Regions from separate parts of the Capsicum annuum genome. Here region 1 is linked to region 2. A link is a contact called in public Hi-C data. All regions are on one chromosome and are shown on one strand. The core of a region is the stretch at or near the end of the contact, and the rest is flanking DNA. Distances in the headings are between cores, read along the strand shown. Region 1 overlaps LOC107843187. Region 2 holds the start of LOC107843179.

What was found. A called contact is a pair of places that touch in the nucleus more often than the background predicts.
Region 1: a Hi-C map of leaf shows a contact between it and region 2, with 1.6 times the contacts expected there. The contact joins the enhancer-like site here to the promoter of LOC107843179 in region 2. A contact is called at or near these places in 3 of 5 Hi-C or Micro-C datasets (bud, leaf and placenta).

What each region holds. Positions count from the first base shown.
Region 1 is chr1:196,429,715-196,433,556 of UCD10Xv1.1, forward strand. LOC107843187 reads right to left here. Exons shown (of 7, transcript XR_007047176.1): 7 at 1,494-3,617. Among protein-coding and RNA genes, the nearest start is that of LOC124888607, 3.7 kb to the left of the region's middle. Within about 2 kb of position 1,882, at least 2 of the 5 cell types and tissues checked have an H3K27ac peak or open chromatin away from gene starts, as enhancers often do. A contact at or near this core is called in leaf, where this site is marked.
Region 2 is chr1:196,392,785-196,396,706 of UCD10Xv1.1, forward strand. It overlaps LOC107843179, which reads right to left and starts at 1,419. Exons shown (of 1, transcript XM_016687383.2): 1 at 1-1,419. The coding sequence starts at 740. The coding sequence ends at 318.

The DNA.
Region 1 (3,842 bases), core at 632-3,131, 37 kb after region 2:
ATTAAAATAGGATATTTATTTAATTAATAAAGATTAATATAATAATTAAATTCAATATCTTTTGGATATGTAAAGATGAAGAATTTATTTAATTAAATTTAATTTTTACCAAAAATATTTCTTAAAGTCGATCGACATTCATCTTCCATCTTTAAAAATAAAACAATAAGATAATAAAAATATCAAAATAATACAATTAAACCTGACCTTTACACTAAAATTTCTTCAAAACCAACCGACATTCATCTATAATCTGTAAACTACAGTAAAACAATACAATAATAATCACAAAACTTCGATTTTGATGAAAATAATTCTTGTCTGAGCAAAAATTTTGATCCTAAAGAATGACTTAAATGAATAAACTACCACAAAATAATAAATTAATAGAGATATTAAGACAATATAATTAAAGCTAACTTTTACCTAAAAAAAACCTGACAAACATTCACCTACTATCTGTAAATTAAAATAAAACAATAAGATAATAAAGATATCAAAACAATACAATTAAACCTGACTTTTACACAAAAAAATTCTTCAAAACCAACTTACATTCATCTACAATTTGTAAATTACAACAAAACAGTAATACTATGATCACAAAACTTCGATTTTGATGAAAATAATTCTTCTCTGAACAAAAATTTTTACCCTAAAGAATGACTTTAATGAAAACAAAAAACACGTTGATCACAAACACACGTTGAATTCTATTATGTTGACAAAAAACAATAAAGAAGTTAAGGGTTAGAAAATCAAGCATCCACCAATCTAGACATACAACCGAATCAAGTTAGATGAACATCAATCTTCTCCCAATAGGTAAATCGATTTCTCTAATTTAACGTGCATTTCAATATTTATAGAAGTATTTTCTTAATATAGTCCTATTTTAGGAGTATTTTTCTAATTAACCAGTATAAAAAAATTATTAATAGATTCTCCTTCCATACATTTTAGGAATTCCATATATTTTTGGAGTTTAGTTAATATAAATAAAAAATAATTAAATAATAAATTGAAAAAAATAGTGAAAAAATAATTTTATTAGTTTTTTAATAAAGTACAAAAAGTTCAAATAACTTTTCTAAAGATCTTCGCACTTGTAATATATATATATATATATATATATACTAGTCTAACCTCACATGTCTTCGCACGTGTAACATTTGATTATTTAAAATTAAAATTAAAAAAAATAGTGAAAATTTTTTTTTATTAGTTTTTTTAATAAAAGACAAAAAGTTCAAATAACTTCTCAAAAGATATTCGCACTTGTAATATATACTAGTTTAACCTCACATGCCTTCGCATATATAATATTTGATTATTTAAAATTAAATAATTTTGTTTATTGCAAAAATTTTAAATAAAATATAAAAGTTCAAATCACTTTTCAAAAATCTTTCACAGTTTAATATGTTGCTGAAGTATTCACACGAGGGAAAAACAGTGCATCTAATCCTAACCAAACTGGACCACAAAGGGCATAGACAATGAATTTCATTAGAAACCAGAAAAGCAAAATGATCAGTCTTTCTTCTGAACTTACAACAATATACAATTCACCATGTTGCTGCAATCCTTGGCATTGCCATCACGAAATCAATAACAATTTAGCTTGGTCTTATATATTAACAATCATCCTTATCTCCAAATTGCCTGAACTTTGTTACCTTGCTTAAATTGTGTTTTTTCATGTCCAGTAAAACTGAACATATGGATTATCCCTGCAACTTAGGAAGCCGCACAACTCTTAAGTAGGATGACCCTTTGTGATAAAATCACTAATTCAGGAAATTCAGTCACAGACAGGAGAGCTCTACATGGATCAGAAGAAACCTTAAAGTAGGAAACCTCTTGATGCCCTCCTCATCCATCCAAAATCCTCATAGAATGGCACTAATCACGTCTGCAAAAGAGAGCACCTAACATCTTTGGAATCTAGTAATTGCCCTTTACCTATACAACAAATAGTCTAGCCGTGACTCTACTAACCTCATACCTATGAAGTGCTGGCACCTTCCTTCGGATGTGCCTCAGATAATTCAGACTGAGAAGCCCAAGTCCTCAAAAAATCTTCAGCTATCTGTCTATCAATCAAAATATACAAAATCCAATGCAGATTATCAGCCTGTCGTGCAATCTGATTTACATCCATCATGTCTGCATCTGCTGCCCGTAAAAAATAGTGGCGGAGCAATTGCAGACATGCATTCAAGCTGAATACAGTGACTCCTTCCTCAAGTCATTATGAGATGAATTCTCATGCAACATTTTCAATACTAAGCCTTTCATCTCTCGCCTTGCCTTCTCATCCTTCCCTTCAAGAACCACATGCAGTAGCTTAAGAAGCACTTCCTCATTTCCATTTCCACTCTTTGTTCCAGATGTAACATCAAAAGATACTCTCCTTAAAACTTCCCCAACACCTACCCCTTCAAGACGAAGCTCAGACAATTGATCTATTGAGCTACAGACAAAAGAAACTATCATGAAAAGAATTAATTGAGCTAGCAACAGGCACCCCCTACAAGGCTAAAATTAAAACTATCAGGAAACACACCAGAATTAAAAAGGCAGCAACGACTATAATTTGACATAAAACAGAGAGGGTCTACGTACTGGTAGGTGTAAACACCTCTAGTTGTACACGACAACATTAACATAGCATGTTTATACTAAATGACAAAAATATTTACAGTCAACATAATAAGCCATCTAACACAACCAGCAACCACAAGCTATGCTCATACTCTCCAAAGTTGTAACAAAAATGTTATGCACATGAAATGAGATAGCCACTTTTGACGGATTGATTTTGTTTTGTCAATACAACTCAAGAAGTTATCAAAAGGAAGATACTATTTTTTTCAAAGAACCACTCTGCTATAGCAAAGGATACTGAACACAACAACCCAGAAAACAACACAAGAAAAACTTCCAATATGATCAAGAAAAGTTGCAGCACACCAACTCAAAAACAACATAAAATTAGAGAAAATTTTCACAACCGATCCAACTAAAAAAAAGTAAAGAGAACTTTACTTACTGCCGTGGGAGAAGCCATTGAAGGAGAATCAAAGAGCCCCACAAATTATTTCAGTATCGTTCCTTTTTTCATTATCATATACGCCTTCAAAGCACTCATTATTTGATTGTGAGAATTCATTATTTGAGCCAAGTTTTCTCGACATTGGAACGAACAAGAACCTCCACTACTTGAAGCACTTGTACCACCAAAATGAGGTCTATCTTATTTAAACACTCTACTAGGAACAACTCCTAATCCCAAGCATCTCACCCATCTAGAGTGGTCTGGCCCTAGCACCTTACTAATGACATCATTTGAAAAAACTTGAGACTCATCTATGGTGCTTTGACTCAAAGTTGACTCAATTTTTTCCTACATATGGAAAATTTATTGTCAAAATAAATTAATAATAGAAATTCATTTGGCATACCGCGGTTGATTGCTCGATAAGAGTCTATGGCACATAAGTATAACTCACACATATTTCTTTTGCCGCTTCATTAACATATACTCCATCTTGACTCTTATGAGTAGTAATGTACATTTGTGCTCGTCCAGGCCATTGTCCAGTTTCGTCCATCTATAAATTTAAAAACATAATAAAAATAATTTACTACTTAGGAATAATTACATTCTATGTTAATTCATTCACTATTTCAGCCCTTCTTGTAGCATTGGCTTTGGAGCCAACAGTGTGTGGAATTGTCTGTTTATTTCGATTTATCGGTTCCTTTGACGCGTTTTCATATAAAAATATATTTAAACCTCAATTAGAAAAAATAATTATACAACTATAAAGAAATTC
Region 2 (3,922 bases), core at 169-2,668:
TAAGCTACTGAAATTTTCCACAAACAAGAAGGTACCTTGTACCTAGTGTAATCCCACTTCTTTTTGCAGAATAGGAAGTTCACAATTTTCAAAATGAAATGTTTTCCCTTTACAACCATGAAAATGACGGCGGCATACTCGTCTTTAAAAGACTTCGTAATATTATGGTAAGAAACAAAGAGCTTGAAAGTTGAAAAACACACCCACAAAAAAAATAAAAAAATCCTCACTTTCACTTCAAGCTAAGGTTGTGAGTTTGAGTCACGAGCTCCCACGGACTTATTGATAAACAAATATAGAGCAGTCAAGTACATATACTAGGCAGCATGAAGCTTAGAAGCTTCGAGATCAGCAGCTTGCTTAATCAAACTCTGGTCACTATCATCAAGCGCCATTTGAATGGGCGAAGTACCAAGTCCATCAGCAATCGCCAGCATAATTTTCCTCATCTCATTCCCAAACTCCTCCCTATCCACCGTACCGTTGTGATCGCAATCGAATTTCTCGAATATCGAATCGTAGAGGTTAGTGAGTTCCTCCGGCGTAGCAGCGACGTCGACGCCGAAGTGAGATTCGATGAGCCGGAGAGACTCGAACGCTTTACGAAGCTCCGATCGGGATAAAACGCCGTCGTTATTGAGGTCTAAATCGGTAAATCCTTTATCTATTGCCTTTGTGAATGCTTCTTCGTTGTAAACAAAGTCTCGAACTGTTGATCCATCGATTATCACAACTGCCATTTTTTATGTTTTTATTTTTCAAGTATTTTGAGAAATTGTTGAAATGATATGGGATTATATGAGGCTAGGGAATTTGCTACTAATATGTTTAATTAATTAGAATGTAAAAACTACGCTAACATTATTTTTTTGGAGAATATAAACAGTCGGTGCATATCTTGTCATTAGACCAAGAGTTTATCATTTTATGGCACGTGGTTTTCTCCATTGATTTTCCTATTTCTTTTTATTATTATTATTACTATTATAGTATATGAGGAAATATTTTTTGTATGAAAATGACGTGAAAAGAATGGATCAACTACTATTTAAAAAAAGAAAAGTGTTTAAGAAAATATATTCGAAATTGAATTGTATTTGATCATATTAAATTTTTAAAAAATGGAAATTTTGTGAGTTGTAAATAATTCTGTGGAAAAAAATGGGCAAAACTACCTTTCTAAATTTGAAACTCATTGGTTAATCTTTATTTTTAAAAAGAATCGGTCCATAATCAAATGCTATCTTTTGTCCCGCAAATATTAGTTTGGGGTAATTTTTAATTTTATTTTGAGTAAAGTTTATATTCAAGCACAATTTGATATTCTAAATGCTACTACATACTATTATTCAACATCAAGTTTCGACCCCTGGATTTTTATTATTTTATCCAAATGTTAGTTAAATGCTCTCAAAGTTTCGAACTCACTTTTCTTCCGGCATATATTCGCTCCGGTCACCGTGGTGCAGCGGATGGAATTACTCCTCCCTTAATTAAAAATTTTGAATTTAAGCTCTGAATATGAAAAAATCTTGGTAAGAAATGCTTCTCCCCAAATGGGACCCTACACAACGCGAATCCAAATTAGTACTCCAATGCAAATATCGAATATCAGATTAAAAAATAAAAAATATATATATATTCGCTTTAGTCTAATGCATTCGTATCTTTAATATTAATGGAAGAAGATATGAAATAATAGGTGTTAAGTAGGGGTGGCAAAATCAAATCTAAAATCAATTGTTCGATTCGATATATAATCTAATTTGGCTAATGAGAAATCTCTTAAAAAATATTATTTTATTTCATATGTTATATATAGTCTTAATAAAGAAAAATGAATAACTTTATTAGGTATTAAAAATTTATATATAAAAAATAAATAAAATAATTAAAATCTAGTAAGAACCGGCCGAATTAAGTTATGACCCGTATCTTAACATATTTTAGCCTAAAAAAATCTGGAATGTGTCAATGATCCGTCTACTTATTATTAACTGAGATCATCTTAAGTAGTTCAAATTCAGCTCAATTCGTCTCATTTGACACAACAATTTGGTAGGATTTGTCCTAATTTTTCTACCTTACGTGGATTCTATCGTAAATGTGTTTTTACTTTCGAATTTCTTAGTGGAAAAGTTTTTGTTAGGATTTTTGCCTAATTTTCTTACTAAAATTAAGTTTTTACAGGAAAATAAAAGTAACCATAAATACTTTTACTTTTCCTTAAAGAAAAATATAAAATTTTTTCATATTTGACTAACCTCTTTCTTGAAGGAAAAGTTTTGTAAAGACCCCTTCTCATATCATAACACAATAGCATCTACAAACAATTGATTCATCAAAGAGTATTGTTTAGGAGGAGATTTTTCACAACATATTTTTTATCCTTTTTCAATAGGTTTTAAGTTTTTTCAATATTATTTTTAATATGTAGGTCGTTTGACCAAACCATATTAATAATATATTTTTACTATTTTTTTTTCATTGTTATCTGAATTATCACCGTCTCAATTTGCAAACTTTAATAATATATTTTTAGTATTTGTTTTTCATTGTTATTTGAATTATCACCGTCTCAGTTTGCAAACTTTAAGCTTCCGCATGACGCCCTCTCGATTTCGAACCAACAGTTTTCCTAGTAGAAAAAAATCTCTTTTCTATTAGATTTCTACTATGTTTATTCTCTAATTCGAACCAATAGTTTTCCTAGTAGGAAAAGATCTCTTTCCTATTAGATTTCTATTAGATTTAGGATTTTGTAACTCTAACAAATCTATCTTCTCAAGTCATAACACAATTGCACACAATAGCATATAGTCGTTTATAAAATTTTGTTGCACACAATAACATCCACAATGTAGCCGTTTAAAGAATTTTATTTAGGGAGAGATTTTCTCCAAGTAGATTTTATATTTTTCAATAATTTTGTTTAGAGGGAGATTTTCTCCAAGTAGATTTTATATTTTTCAATATTAGTTTTTCATACGTAGGTTGTTTGATCAAATCATATTAATAGTATATTTCTTATGTATTTCTTTGTTGTCTGAATTATCACATCACTTTCGAACCCAACACAATTTGAGTGTAGTGATTCTGCAGCTTGGGCTTCCTCAGAAAAAGTCTCCTTTAACATGGATTATAATCCAGTGTGAGTTGCCACTATCAATATGAGCCCATATCAACGAATGGGCAAAGTACTACTGGGGACATCTGGTTATCAGGCTATTTCAAAACAAAGCTGAAATAATATGCCAAGTCCTTCCAGTTTTTCTTGATATACATAGAGCAAACCACAAAAATATAGGAGCTTGAGATCATATTACAGGATGCAACATCGATTTCAAAAAAATTATTGTATTTGTCATGTATCTCAGATACATCAACTTAGATTGTGTATTTGTGTACCTTCATATACACATAGTATGGAACGTCTATTTTCAGATATCTGAATATTTGTTATTTTAGACGCAGTTAGAACATGTATCTTCCTATATATTTTGTAGCTTCTTTTTTAAAGGTAGATGTGGTTACGCAAAGTAGGTACTAATGTTTATTTAGTTCTGTAATTTTTCCATATAAATGTGATAAAAAATAAAGTTTTTTTAATTGTAAATATTACTTCCTCTTTTTTTTTTTTTTTTTTTTTTTTACAACGGAGTTATAAATATTACTCAGAACAAGTCATTTTCAACAAATTAATTTAGTAAATTCCACTTGGTTCCAATTTTTATACAAATACTTCTTATCAAAAAAGTTTCCAACAGATTTACAGCTTTTTCACATGCTAAAGCCTCGTTAGTTAATCTAGTAACACTAACAGTAACAACTTTATTTGCTAATATAATTCGAAGTTTTAAGATAATGTACTCGCATGTTTTTGCAGCTAACTCTATTTTGATCAAAGATTATCATTCAAAAT